Linked DNA regions of Mus musculus: region 1 is linked to region 2. A link is a contact called in public Hi-C data. All regions are on one chromosome and are shown on one strand. Each heading gives the region's core, a stretch centred on a gene start, on an enhancer-like site or on the middle of the called end of the contact. The rest is flanking DNA. Distances are from core to core; before and after follow the strand shown.

The links. A called contact is a pair of places that touch in the nucleus more often than the background predicts.
Region 1: a Hi-C map of myocytes shows a contact between it and region 2, with 2.5 times the contacts expected there. The contact joins two enhancer-like sites. A contact is called at or near these places in 1 of 484 Hi-C or Micro-C datasets (myocytes) and 1 of 9 other capture datasets (embryonic stem cells).

Annotation. Positions count from the first base shown.
Region 1 is chr14:47,027,440-47,034,501 of GRCm38.p6, reverse strand. All of the region lies in intron 3 of Samd4 (sterile alpha motif domain containing 4), which reads right to left. Among named protein-coding and RNA genes, the nearest start is that of Gm52121, 23 kb to the right of the region's middle. Within about 2 kb of position 2,776, at least 13 of the 459 cell types and tissues checked have an H3K27ac peak or open chromatin away from gene starts, as enhancers often do. A contact at or near this core is called in myocytes, where this site is marked.
Region 2 is chr14:46,946,509-46,953,329 of GRCm38.p6, reverse strand. The region is part of intron 2 of Samd4 (sterile alpha motif domain containing 4); the gene reads right to left. Gm52120 (a long non-coding RNA gene) reads right to left here. Exons shown (of 2, transcript XR_003951144.1): 1 at 5,466-6,821; 2 at 1-5,434. Among named protein-coding and RNA genes, the nearest start is that of Mir378c, 5.0 kb to the left of the region's middle. Within about 2 kb of position 2,154, at least 9 of the 459 cell types and tissues checked have an H3K27ac peak or open chromatin away from gene starts, as enhancers often do. A contact at or near this core is called in myocytes, where this site is marked.

The DNA of each region.
Region 1 (7,062 bases), core at 1,527-4,026, 81 kb before region 2:
GCTCCAAAGTTGCTTGTCTCTGCTTCCACTGTGGAAACACAGGCGGGAATGGTAATGTGTCAAATAGTTACCAAACTCCTTAAAACAAGGTGGTTCTCAACCTTCCTAATGCCTCAACCCTTTATTTAATGCAGGCTCTCATGTTGTGACCTCCAACCATAAAATTATTTCATTGTTATTTCAAATCTGTAATTTTGCTACTGTTATGAATCATAATGTAAATATCTGATATGCAGGATATCTGGTATGTGACCCCTGCAAAAGGGCCATTCAACTCCCAGAAGGGTCACGACTCACAGGTTGAGAATCGCTGCTTTAAAACACAGAGCCTCCAAAGAGTTCCCATTGCTTCCAAAAGAATCCCACCATGTGGGATGAAACCCTGAGTGCTGGAAAAATGGTTTCAAATGGCCTGGAATCCAGGCCACAGCCAACTGAGCCTGAGGAGTCTCAGACAGAGGGGTGTGTGTGTGTGTGTGTGTGTGTGTGTGTGTGTGTGTGTGTGTGTGTGTGTGTGTTTAAATGAAAGAGAGCTGGATGTGGTGGCACAAGCTAGTAGCAAGGCGTAGCTCCCTTGGGAGGTTGAACTAGGAGATCATAGGAGCTCTAGGCAAGCCTGGGACCCCTTACCCCATGTGATATGGTTCAGATTCTCCCCATCCCCATCCCAACTGAGGCCTGGACCAGAATTCTACCCTCACTAAGACCTTGACTAGCATTTCTTGCCTGTGTCCTTTTCTTTCTAAACAGCGGAAACTGGGCAGTGCCTAGAGATGCTTCTTTTAATAAGAGACTCCGGTAGTTTTCCATATTATCCTCCTGCTCCTTCTTAGCAGGCCTGCTCCAGGCTAACCATCTGTGTTTTCTGTTAGAATGCCGCTCTTTCCTCCACTCTCTTCCCAAGCATCTTCATGCCTCTGCTTTCTATACCTTTCTAAGTGGCTGGCCAGAGTGCTTGCCTGGACTCACTGAGTGGCGGAGCAGAGACTGTTTCCCTCGCCTGACCACAGCCCCCCACTTCCTGCTTCCAGTATCCAGGTAGCATTTCCTGGTTTTCAAATCCTTTTTTTTTTTTTTTTTAAATGTGAAGGAGGCCAAAGTACAATGAGAGCTTCTGAACGTACAGAGAGCATGGATTCTGGCAGGGGACCCAACCCAGCTTTGACCCCCACAGTGCTGAGCACTCAGTGCTGGGTGTTCAGTCTTGGTACTCTCTGGGATGGAGACTTCCCTGTCTTGTAAACGCAGAATGAAGGAGCAGAGTATGACCCTTAGTCCTTTCTAAAGGCTTGGGAATCCCTGGGAGTCTATGCTACTCAGAGCGACACGGGGGTAGATTGCTAACCCTTTCAACATGACATACTATTTTTTCCTGGAAACGCTCTGCATGCTCAGGACTGGTCACACTTCTGTGTCATGTATCTGTACATTAGTGAGTGACATTCTGCTACTTAAGGACTATTTTGATAAATCTGAATAATACTCTTACATTACTACAAATCATTCTTGTTTAGTAGTAGACTCAAAATCAGAACATTGATAGCTACCTTTACTTACTATTTATTCTTCCTTTAAAAAAATCAGATATGTTTCAAGTTATTTAATAAGACTTAATATGTTGCTGAAACAACCTTTGGGAGGGATCACGGTATTTACAGGATACTAGGTATTATTATTATTATTATTATTAATTTATGTGCACTTATGTGCATGTGTGCACACGGGCTCAAGGCTTGAGAGAGGGGTCGGCTCTCTGATGCTGGATTGCCAGGCAGGGGTGAGCTGCCCGCCTGATGTGAAGGCTGGGAACTGAACTCAGATTCTCTATAAGAACAATATGTGGTCTTAACCACTCAGCCATTTTCCTAGACAAATACTGGATTTTTCAAGGTTTTATAAGGGTCTTCTAATTTTTAATTGAGAATTTTATACTTGTGTATGTATTTTGATCAAACCTACTCCTCATTCCTTCCTCTCCAACTCCTCCCCCTGACCCCTGCCTAGTCTTAAAACCAGAACAAAACAAACAAAAAACCCATGACACCAATAGACATAAATGTGTTGATGAGGGGGTGGGGGTGGAGTTGAGCTCTAAAGTACTGCTAGCAACTAAGAAATGCCGAGAGCAGGAGAAACAGCCTTCCCTAGGGAAGGACACACCAGCTGGGGGTCAGCCCTTGAAAACACAAACGAACAAGCAGCATTATACAGATCAAGCAGTGTGTGTGTGTGTGTGTGTGTGTGTGTGTGTGTGTGTGTGTAAAGAAAAGGAGACCACGAATATGAGAGAGCAAGGAGGGGTATATGGAGGGTGGGTTTGGAGGGAGGAAAACGAAGGAGAAAATGATGTAATTGTATTATATCTCAAAAATAAAAGAAGAAAGGAATGCAAATGATACTGAGACAGAAGAAAATGTGGGATCATTAGAACTGTTCCATCTAATTAGGAGACCAAAGTTACCAGTGAAGAATCCACAGTTACTGTGGTTGGATCATTATGATGAGTCTGTATTTCAGATACTCACACTCAAAAGCAAGTCCGTGTGTGTGTGTGTGTGTGTGTGTGTGTGTGTGTGCACACACACACACACACACACACACACACACACACACACACACACACACACACACAGAAAAGACTAATTGCAAGCCTTAATGTCCCTGATCTAATTGAGAGGATAGACCAAATTTTGGGGCATGAGGTTGTGGCTGTGTCTTCTATGTATTGCTCATTCAACAGCTGACTAGCAGGGCCCTCACAGCTGCTGTGTTCTGACTCATTGGAGAAGAGGGGTGGAAGGTCCACTACCCCACAGGGTCATGTCACGAACAGTGCTGGGTTTCTAGCTTGTGGTCCTGTTGTGAGGGTTGTGGTGGCTTTGGCAGCAGGGCCTGTCTGGTGGGAGGAGGCCGTCAGGGTTGAGATGGTAAAGGTCAAAGCCAGGATTTGCTATCTGCCCTGTTCTCCTCCTGTCACGTGATCCCATCACCCCTCCCCTGACCTACCATGACAGACTATACCTTCTGAAACCATGAGACCCCCAATTCCCTTCTCCCTTAAGTTCCTTCTGTCGGGGCTTTCATCACACGACGAGAAAAGGAATAAAATTCTACACAAAAAGACTATGGAGCTCTGGGCTCTAGTGGTTAAGAGCACTAGCTGCTCTTCCAAAGGACTGGGTTCAATTATCAGCACCTACATGATGGCTCACAATCCCCTGTAACACCAGTTCCAGGGGATCTAACACCATTTTCTGGCCTCTGTGGGCACCAATTGTGCCCATGACACACTGACATACATGCAGGCAAAACACCCGTACACACAAGGTAAAATGATTTCTAAAAATTCACTGATGATGAAAGGGTGTGTACATATTCAAGCTTTAAGTTAAAGTGCTTAAGGTCTTATTCTTTATGGTTCAATGTTTTTAATGGCTATTACAATGAACACATCAATTTCCCATCCTGAGCAGGACCACTGAGAGGTCTTCTGATAAAAATTTATCCCCATCTAATATATGAATAAAAGAGATATTTAATAGTCAAATAACTTATCCATGACTATACCCCTAGCTATTGATCAAGAACACCTTTTTTGGGTATCGAAGAGACGGTTCGGTCATTGAGAGCACTTTTCCAGAGAATGGAGATTCAAACCCCAGCGTGCACATGGCAGCTACCATCCTTTTCTGAGGGCTCCAGTGCCCTTTCCTGGCCTCTCCAGGCACTGCACATATGTGGTACACAAACATACATGCAGGCAGAACACCTGTATATGTAAAATAAAGAAATCTAAAAACAGTAACAAAACAACACAAATCATTTTGTTATTTATATCCCGAATTTAAATATCTAAGATGTCACACATAGCCTTATAGTTCTCTTCATGGGACACTGCATGTAGCTTGTCTCTCAACATCTTATGTGACTAGTGGTGTCCTGTAGTGTAGCATGGGACACTTAGGGACACCCAGGGGGCCTTTAGATCACTTGAGATCCATTAGGGAGATTTTCACAAAGTCCTAGGTAGTTCTCATCAAGGCTTGACATAGAAACCTGAGCCTGGCCATGCCCAGCTCCTCCCTCTTCCTGACTGTCGTGTGATCATTTGTACACATGGTCTTGAGACTGCCATCTGCCATGATGTGGGACAGCCAAATGGATCCTCCCAGAACTGAGCCCAGGCAGGTGCCAAGCAAGCCCTTGAGCTTCCGGAACTACTGGAGGCTGAGTGAATTTCTTTGATAAACTAGCCTGGCTCACATACTTTTTCTTTTTGTTTTCTTTCCTTTTCTTTTCATTAGATATTTTCTTTATACACATTTCAAATGCTATCCCGAAAGTTCCCCATACCCTCCCCCCGCCCTGCTTCCCTACCCACTCATTCCCACTTCTTGGCCCTGGCATTCCCCTGTACTGGGGCATATACAGTTTACAATACCAAGGGGCCTCTCTTCTCAGTGATGGCTAACTAGGCCATCTTCTGCTACATATGCAGCTAGAGACACGAGCTCTGGGGGGGTACTGGTTAGTTCATATTGTTGTTCCACCTATAGGGTTGCAGACTCACATACTTTCTTTTTTCTTTCTTTCTTCCTTTCAGGCTGACCTCGAACTCAGAAACCCACCTGCCTCTGCTTCCCAAGTGCTGGGATTAAAGGCGTGTGCCACCACTGCCTGGCCTCCCATATTTTCATTGGTAACAAAAAGCTGATGAGTATCAATGTCTTAGTAAGCAAATCAGATGTCTTACTGCACAGAGCAGCCTGTTACAACTCTTGTAGCTGTGTGAAGGTGAGCTAGCTCAGTAGGTAGAAGCATTTGCACCCAGGCCTCATAGTCTGAGGTTGATCCTGCATCCCACAAGTTGTCTGGTAGGAACTGTCTCCAGAGGTTTGCCTCCTGACCTGTACCCATGCATGTCGCAGATGAACTGTGGTTCTCGCTGTGAAACATCTCAGCGCCGTGGACTGAAAACTTTAAAGCAGGCCCGTGCTCTTATTGGTTCTGATCCCTAGCTGGAGGGATAAAATCTAAGAAAATGGTCCAAACTCTTGGGACCCGGCAACCTGTGTGATTCTCCCACTGTCTTGCTTCTTTAAATGAAAATTATTATTTATCTTTTCAGACTCTCACTGTGTGTCCTTGGATGGGCTTAAACTAGAGATTCTTCTGCCTCCAATTTCCCTGCTTATTTCATGGCCTTCTCTTTATTGGCTAAAATGTTACACTTCCTGTTGCTACATTGTACCTAACAGAATAGCAGGGGCTGGCCAGGAGTGGCAGAGGCAAGTGGAGCTCTGAGTTCAAGGCTAGCCTAGTTAGTCTACATATCAAGTTCTAGGCCAGCCAGAACTATAGAGTGAATTTCTATCTCAAAAAAACCAAACTAAACCAAAACAAAACAAAATGCAGAACACAACAGAACACGGCAAAAGCCTGGTCCTGGAGGCATGAGTGCGTACCCTCTGGATTGGGGAGACAGAGGCAGGCAGGTTCCTGTGTATTGTTGGTCAGCCAGCCTAGGTTACCTGATGAGTTCCAGGCCAGGGATATGCACTCCTAAACCTCAAGGTGGATGGCACCTGAGAAATGATAACTAAGGTGTCCTCTGTCCTCCAAAGCTTTGTATGCCCTCACCAAATGCACACAAACACGAATGTGTATGTATTTTCCCTCCCTCTCTGTTTCTGTCTGTCTGTCTGTCTGTCCATCTGACTGACTCTCTGTCTCTCTCATATATACATTCATCTGGTACCCAAAACCATTAAATTTATAAGTTTAATCTATTTGACATGAAAGTTATCAGAGTTATGGATAATTTACATGCATAATACATCTTTCTTCAGCATAGTCGATATCCCCCAATCCTGACCCCTGAGATCTAACAACAACAACAACAACAACAACAACAAGAAGAACAACAACAACAGAAGGCAAACGCAAATTTAAATGTTTTCAATTTGTTTGTGGGGCAGTTGGTGTTGGAATAGTTTAAGCTGGAACCTCATAAGATGATATGGCTAAAGATGCCTCCTGATTCCTCCTAGCTCTGTGGGGCCTGTCTAACACAAGCCATTTATTGCAGCCAGAAACCCATCCTATTTTTAAAGTGTGGTAGGAGATGGGAACATGCCTAACTTCCTTAGTAGCTCATCTAGTGTTTAATAATCCTTGCTGTCATTAAAGTCTAAAATAATCCTCCCAGATGAGAATGAATGGCTCACCCTCACGACCTAAGGAGTGTGGTGCCCACAGAGGTTTTGTTCTCATCTAGGGCAGCAAGATCTCCAATGCAGGAGCCATTAGCAGCCTTCTTGCTTGCTAAGGTGTTTTTTTTCTGATTATTCTTCACTAAGCCCTAGAAAACAAACACTAAGAATCCTGTAGGAAAACAGGGCTGTAAAACCTTTGGATTTTACCAAAGGAGAGATTTGTCAATGGCAATACTGGTCCTCTGAGAGATTCCCCAGCCATCTTTACAATGCAGTGTGTGTTGGGAAGGCCAATGCTGTACTAAAAAAAAGTTCCCCCAAAGGGGAAAGAGGCTACACTAAAAATACATCACAGCAGCTGTTACAAATGCCTCTCCCAGGAAGCACACCAACGGTTTCCTTTGCTACCTCTTTGAAGAGCAAATGAAGGGTTAAGGAAACTGGAAATTTTCAGTAACGCTAAGCTGGTTAGATTTAGGGGAAATATTTTCCATGGACAAAAAATTCTATTGGTAAAAGAAAAAAAAATAATAATATAAGAATGTATAAGGATTAGGGTTCTCCAAATTTTCTAGTAGCCCGGTAGACTTAGGGTGGAGATAACCACAGCCCACAAGACAAGCCAGGTCTTGGCCTCAGTTTTCTGGCTCGCTTGGCTTGCTTCTGCAGAGTGATCTCTCTGACTTCCTTCTGCTCTCATAGGCTCGGTGGAATAAATCCCAGATGTCTTGTAGCTCTGTAGGAAAGTGTAGATGGCAGGATTTGGGAAAGAATGGCTTTGTGAGCCAACAGGTAATCCTGAGAGAGCCTGCCCTGCTGCCTAAGGGGACAGACTCGTAACAGGGAT
Region 2 (6,821 bases), core at 905-3,404:
CTCTGTGCTACCTCTAAGCATTCAGCACCATTCCTGTGAGCCAGTGACTGGAAGAAACAGCTAGGGCTCACTGTCACCACCGGACTGCTGATGAAAAACGAAAGTCTGCAAACAAGACTGCCAGCTTCTCCCTAGGTAAGCCAAAACCATCTACATGCAGGAAAGAGGCTCTTTCCATAGGGAACAGGCAACATCCGTGGGAGGGTCCCATACAGGACTGTCTGATAAAAGCACCAATGTTAACAAGGACCCCTGACATCCCAAACATAGGTAAGATACTTCACAGGCTAGCCACCAATCTCTATGGTTGCAAAAATGAAGTCACAAAACCAGAGTGCAGATGGAAATCCCCAGAACAAATACCAAGTTGTCAAGTGCTGGGGGTAGGTTGTAAGTTTCCAGGGAAAGAAAAAACAGTGGTGATATGTTTGGTTTGTTCCCCTGGAGGAGCAGTAACAGGAACGACCCTTCCCTGGCGTGGCTCCAGTATCACGTCTTCAGATATTGGACTGAAAACATGTTGCAAACAAAATCCCAAAGTTATATATATTTTCAGTCAAATACAAATATTTTGCTTCAATTCTTCAATTCATGTAGACTTTCTGGCCAGACACAGTCTGTTGAAAAGGAATTCTAAGGATCTAGTATTTTAAAGGGAAAGTCAATACCAGAATGTCAGATCTTTCAATGTCCTTCCTTGTTGAGAAGCCAGATAAAGAAGAATCAGGAACCAGCAGCAAGGGTGTGAGTATATGTGTGTTTCAACTATTGCTCATCACACACACACACACACACACACACACACACACACACACACACACACACACCCTACCCGCAGCTGTTGCTCAGGACATCTCATTGAGATAGGCAAGCAGCAGAGTGAGTGTGCTGGTTAGTTTGAAATCCCTGAGCAAAAGATACACACTCAATCAAAGCCGACTAACAACCAGCCATAAAGGGAGGTGTTGGCCACTGCTGCTTTATGTGGCCCAACTGATGGTGGCCATGAAGAGTGTCCCTACACAGGTAGCTGACCACCCTCCTAGACCTCATCTGGCCCTTTCACCCCTGACCTGAAACCTTCGTAGGTGATGTGTAAGATGCATTAAGGGGGGTAGAGGATGCAGATGAGAAACGCATGCTGAGGTGTCCTTCTGAGTTAACCTACATCATATTTCCCCCCATGATCAAGCCTGCAGATGGGAGTGGTAAAGCATAATCTCACATAATCTCATCAGCAGATTTACAACGAAGGCCATTTTTCAGTAACAGAGATGAAGAAACAAGAGGCAGGAGGTATTAACGTGCCGGGGTCTGTTAGCACTGAGGGGTAGGGGTCACAAATCTAACTGGCTGTGTCCTCGAGCTTAGTGAATCTGGAGCCTTCAGACCCACAATAAGACAAGAGAGAGGACTTCTGTGCCCTAAGGTGAAGAAACTTGAACATGGTCAGATTTTCTTTAGAAAGCACTAAGTTTCCCAAAGCCAAAACAACCTGATCGGCACAGGGAGGGATTTTTCTTCAACAACGTTTAAAAATTGAGCTGCCAAGTGTCTGCTCTCGTGGAACGGCCATGGATCCAGACAACAAAATGAACTTTTCAATTTCGAGCCTGGCTGGAAATTATTACAACTAGTTGCCATGATGATATAAATTAGTTTGGGGATTCTGCTATAACTCGCCGTGTGCTCTATCCTGAGACGGTAGAGAACACTGTAATAAATGACTGGCAATCGCTTACTCAGATTTGCTTGTTGCTCAAAGAATGATAATGTTTTGCTTACAGATGAGTCCGATTTTAAACCGAGAGCTGACAATTCATCACAACTTTTCCTTTCCTTTTATGTTTATTTGAAAAGAGAGAATATATTTAACGCTAAAAGTCTTCAACAACCCTCACTGCGTTGAGCTGCTCACAGAACGCCAATCTTCTAGGATTGTACTGCCTTTGTTCGAGGCAGAGATGTGAATACACCCAGGGATTTGTGGGATTGACAGGACCAACTCTGCTTGACAAATGGAGAAGATTCCATGCCCCACACGAACGGGAAACATCAGGTTAGTATGTTCTTCAGACCAGCTGCCGTGTGTGCTGTGGCTCTCTGGTAAAGTCCCACAAATCACGAGGACTCACAGTTGCCCAAAGCCTGTGGCATTCACCAAGTGGCTGGCTGAAGCAAAGACAAGACTTTGTTGTGCTCTGGGGGAGCAGAGTGAGGCCTCCATATGTTGTCATAATCTCTTTGCTACAAAAATAGCTTTGGGGATTGAGAAGGCTTCCAGGAAGGAAGGAAGAACAGGAGCCGGCCATTTGGCAAGTGCTTAATAAGGTGGAGGCTTTGGGCAATGACTGGTCCACGCTGGTGCCTGAGACCATCCTTAAATAACCGTGCAATCCATTACCACAGGGGTTGTGGGGTCTGAGTGTTGCTTATTGGTGGATAAGAAATCCTTAATAAAAACTGCAAGAATTCAAGAGGTCCTGAGTGGCACATGAAACAAAAGAGAAAGAAATCTTATCTGCTTGGGAGTCCCAAAGGGCCATTTAGGACTGGTTTAATGTAACTAGTGTCACAGAAGGGTCAGAGACACATCGCTGTGTCACTCAAAGTGCTATTTCCAGCCTGCTCCTTTCTCCGTGCCTGGAGAAGCAGGACAACTGGAAGGAGAGGCGTCCTTCTCTAAGGGAGGAAGTGGATGCTGCACTCTTTGGGACCTTGGGGCCTCTCTCTCCACTCCTCTGCACTGCCACCCCAGTGCTGATCCTCAGTATCTCTCTGGGTGACAGGAGGAGCCTGACCACCCCTCAACTCACAAGCTATGGCTCCCTTTCCACATTCTTTCTAGGCTTCAGGTATTCTGTGCGCCCTGGCTTCGTGCCAGCACTGGCAACGCCTGATAATCCCTATACCTCTTCCTGCCTCTTAAGTCCACAACTCAGCTCCCGTCCTTATCTCTGATCTATCAGTCCTCAGTCCCCTCGTGAGCTCATGTGGTCTTTCGTCATATAGATGGTTACAGACAAATAATTCTCAGATTTATTTACCTACCATGGTCACTCTCCCTTGAACTCCAGACTTGCATATCCAGCTGCCTAGTCAACATATGGCCTTGGCAATGTAACTACCATCCACGACAATATGCCCAGACTGCTTTTCTGAACTTCACCCCAGGCCCTTGGTCTCCGTTGATGAAATCTTCACCCCTCTAGTTGTCCAGGCTAAAGATCTGGGGAGTAATTCTTAACTGTTTCGCTCACACCCTGTATTCAGTCCTAGGAAAGTCTGATGCCTGCCTTCCAGGGAGATCCTATCCAGAACATGGCCATTTTCCACCGAAAGTGTCAGCCTAGAGTGACCCAGTATCATCTATCTTACTCCTCCAACCTCTTAACTGGTCTACCCATTTCTCAAAAGAGTTTTTCTCATATCCAAAGCCAAATTCCACTTTTTAATGTCTAAGTCATGGGGGCAGGGAGATGGCTCCATCAGCAGAGTCTGGGCATATAGCACTTGGACTGCCAGCATCCTCATGAAAAGCCAGGCCTGGCAGCAGCTTGCACGTGTAATCCCAGCACTGAGATTGAGACTGGATCCCTAAGGTTTACTGACCAGCCAGTCTAATCAACCAGTGAGTTGTAGGTTCATTGAAAGACCCTGTCTTTAAAAATAAGGCAGAGATGCGATGGAGTGGGTGGGGACAGCTGTTCCGGGTTCACGGAGCAACCTTCTCCCAAATGCAAACTCATCTCCGTGAGTCCCTTTCGCCCGTGTCGCTCTCACTGCACAAGTTCTAACCTCGCAGCTGCAGTCTTCTGCTTGCCCATTTGTTTTCAGTCAGCATCCATCAGCTCTCAAAAAGATGGATGCTCTCCTGCTGGACACCGCCTGCCATTGGCTGTCATCCTCCTTCCCTCCAAGAAGACAGCCATCTCTTTCTTACTTTCATTTATTTCTTTTTTCTCTTTCTTGTGTGAGGTGTCCCAGGTGCCTGTGTCTGCCACACGGTAGTTGCTTGGTGACCCTTTCTAGAATAGATGAGTGAGCATGTGACCATGGCTGTTAGGATAAGATCAATTGAACTTGAGGCCCTGACATTTTATCTTTGCGCCGCTGAATCATGCCTGTTTTAGTTTTCCTCATTTGAATTATTTAATTCGTAAGATTGCGGTATGCCTTCTTCACTCTACATTTAATTATAAACCCATTTATGAGCTACTAAGAAATGGGATTCCTTTCTCTCTACAAATGTTCTTGAATGACAAGCCCCAGGGTCCAAACCATGTCAGGGAGCTGCCTGGGGAACACAGAAGAGCTTCAGGGGTCAAACCTTGCTTTTTAGTCTTGGGGACCCGAAGCCTTAAAGGAAAAACTTCACTCGAAAGTTCTGCTGACACCACTGCTCGTGGTACTGTGTCAGTATCTTTTTTTTTAATTCTTTTGAAGTTTTAGTCTTCATTATAAATAGCACAAGCTTTCTACTATCAATTTGGATGTATAGCATCGTGTAATGTCTCTCTTGACATTTGTCCAATCCCATTCTGCTTCTCATGGGTCTAGTTTCTGCTCATTCAATCATTTCATTCAATAGTACTTAATGGCTACTACATGCAAGTACTGCTGCGTAAACTAAGGACAGAATAGTAAAGCAGATAGGAATGGGCTCACCCTGTATCTCCAGCCTTCCCCAGCTTAATGCATGACACCAGCTGACTTTATGTAGCACATACACATACATATAGCATATAGAGATACGCACACATATATACATACATAAATATAGACACACACACACACATATATGCACACATATATATGTATGTGTATACATATACGCCACCTTTTACTCATACCACGACAAGGGAATGACTCTTCATTTTACAATAAAAGAACATTAAGGAACTAATAAGAAAGACTATTGTCCAAGGTCACACCTCTAGTAATAGCAGAGCCAAGAGAGCAGCATAGTCCTTGGGTTCTCTCTCTGCTGTCTCACTGCCCTTCCCCAGCCCTCTGTACTCAAGCCACCAGTCAAGTGAGCAGGCTCCACCCCTCCAACTCCAGTTCCTCTGGAAATGGTTGGTCAGTAAGTAACTCCCAACTCATCTCCTTGCCGCCTCTTCTTGCCTCCAACTATCTATTGTCTACGATGAGAGGTAATTAAAAAAAAAAAAACACCTTATATCCTCCAATGGGACTAAACATAGTGCCCCATGCCCCTAATCTTATCACTTGGAGGCAGAGGCAGGTCTTCATCAGCTACATAATGTGTTCAAGACCCGCCCAGACTCCAAGAGAGACCCTGTCTCAAAAAAATAAATAAATAAAAGCAACCATACAAACAGACTTCTACTGATTTCTATTGTACTTAAAACACAATCTCGTGTAGAGTCTGTACAAACCTCGCCTTCTCATCTTAACCACAGCCTAGCACCTGCCTCCTCATTGCCCACCTGTGCCTGCACCTGCCTCCTCATTGCCCACCTGTGCCTGCACCTGCCTCCTCATTGCCCACCTGTGCCTGCACTGGCCTTTCCTTTCCTTTTTGCTTTTCCTTCCGTCTTACTTTGTTTTCTTCCTTCCTCTCCCAATATGACCTCTCTACATAGCCCAGGCTGGCCTCAAAGTTTCAGTGACTTTTCTGACTCAGCTCCTCAATGCTGGGCTTATAGATGTGTTTTACAACACTAGCTACTGGCCTACTTTCTAATCTTTGAGTACATAAGGGTCAACCCCAGCTTTTTGTGTTCCCAGAGCTTATGTAGTTAGTTCTCTATTATGATCTGGGATTTAATGTCCATGTTACATCCACAGAGCAGGCTTCCATGACCACCCAAGCTAAAGTATTCACATAACTCTACCCATATATTCAGAATTACACACTATGGCTTGTGGTGGTTTGAATAGGCATGCCCCCCCCCATAGACGCATGTGTTTGAATTCGTGCCCCATAGGGAGTTGCACTATTGGGAGGTGTGGCTTGTTGGAGGAAGTGCATCATTGTGGGGACAGGCTTTGAGGTCTCCTATGCTCAAGCTACACCCAGTGTGTCTCCTGTCTCCTTCTGCTGCCTGCAGATCCAGATGTTGAACTCTCAGCTCCTTCTCTAGTACCAATGTCTCTCTGCCATGTTTCCCACCATGACAATAAAGGACTAGACCGCTGAAACGGTAAGACAGCCTCAATTAAATGCTCTCTTTTATAAGAGTTCCTGTGGTCATGGTGTTTCTTTACAGCAATAAAGACCCTAAGATGGCCTGAAACTATGGATTGGTATAACCTCTTTGAACAGACAAATTGCAAGATCTATCAAAACCTAAATGCATATATATATATATATATATATATTCTCATTTAAGCCAGAATTTTTACCACAAAAATTAATTCTAAGTATAAACATGTACATGTGTGAAATTATATATCAGCATTATTTATTGCTGAATTGCAAAATTCTAGCCATTACCTAAATGCCCATTAACAGAACCTCCTTAAACAGGACTGAAAATTCGTTAGACATTTTCCACATGCCTCACTACAACTTCTGGGAGGTAAACACATACCTTATTTTACATGAAAAAGCACTAAGGCATAAAGAGCATAGAGGTATTTGCAAGTGGTAACCTGGAAGATCAGATCCCACGCTCTTGCTCTCTATGTAAAACCACCTTCCAATACACATTTTTTTCACAGAATTCTATGACCTCAGGTAGTACATGGGCTATTCTCCAAGACAGGCAGTTTAGAAGAAGAAAAAACCAAACCTGACATGTCAAGTTTAACCTCTTGTAACTTTGCTTTTCTTTCTTTTGTTTATCTAGAGA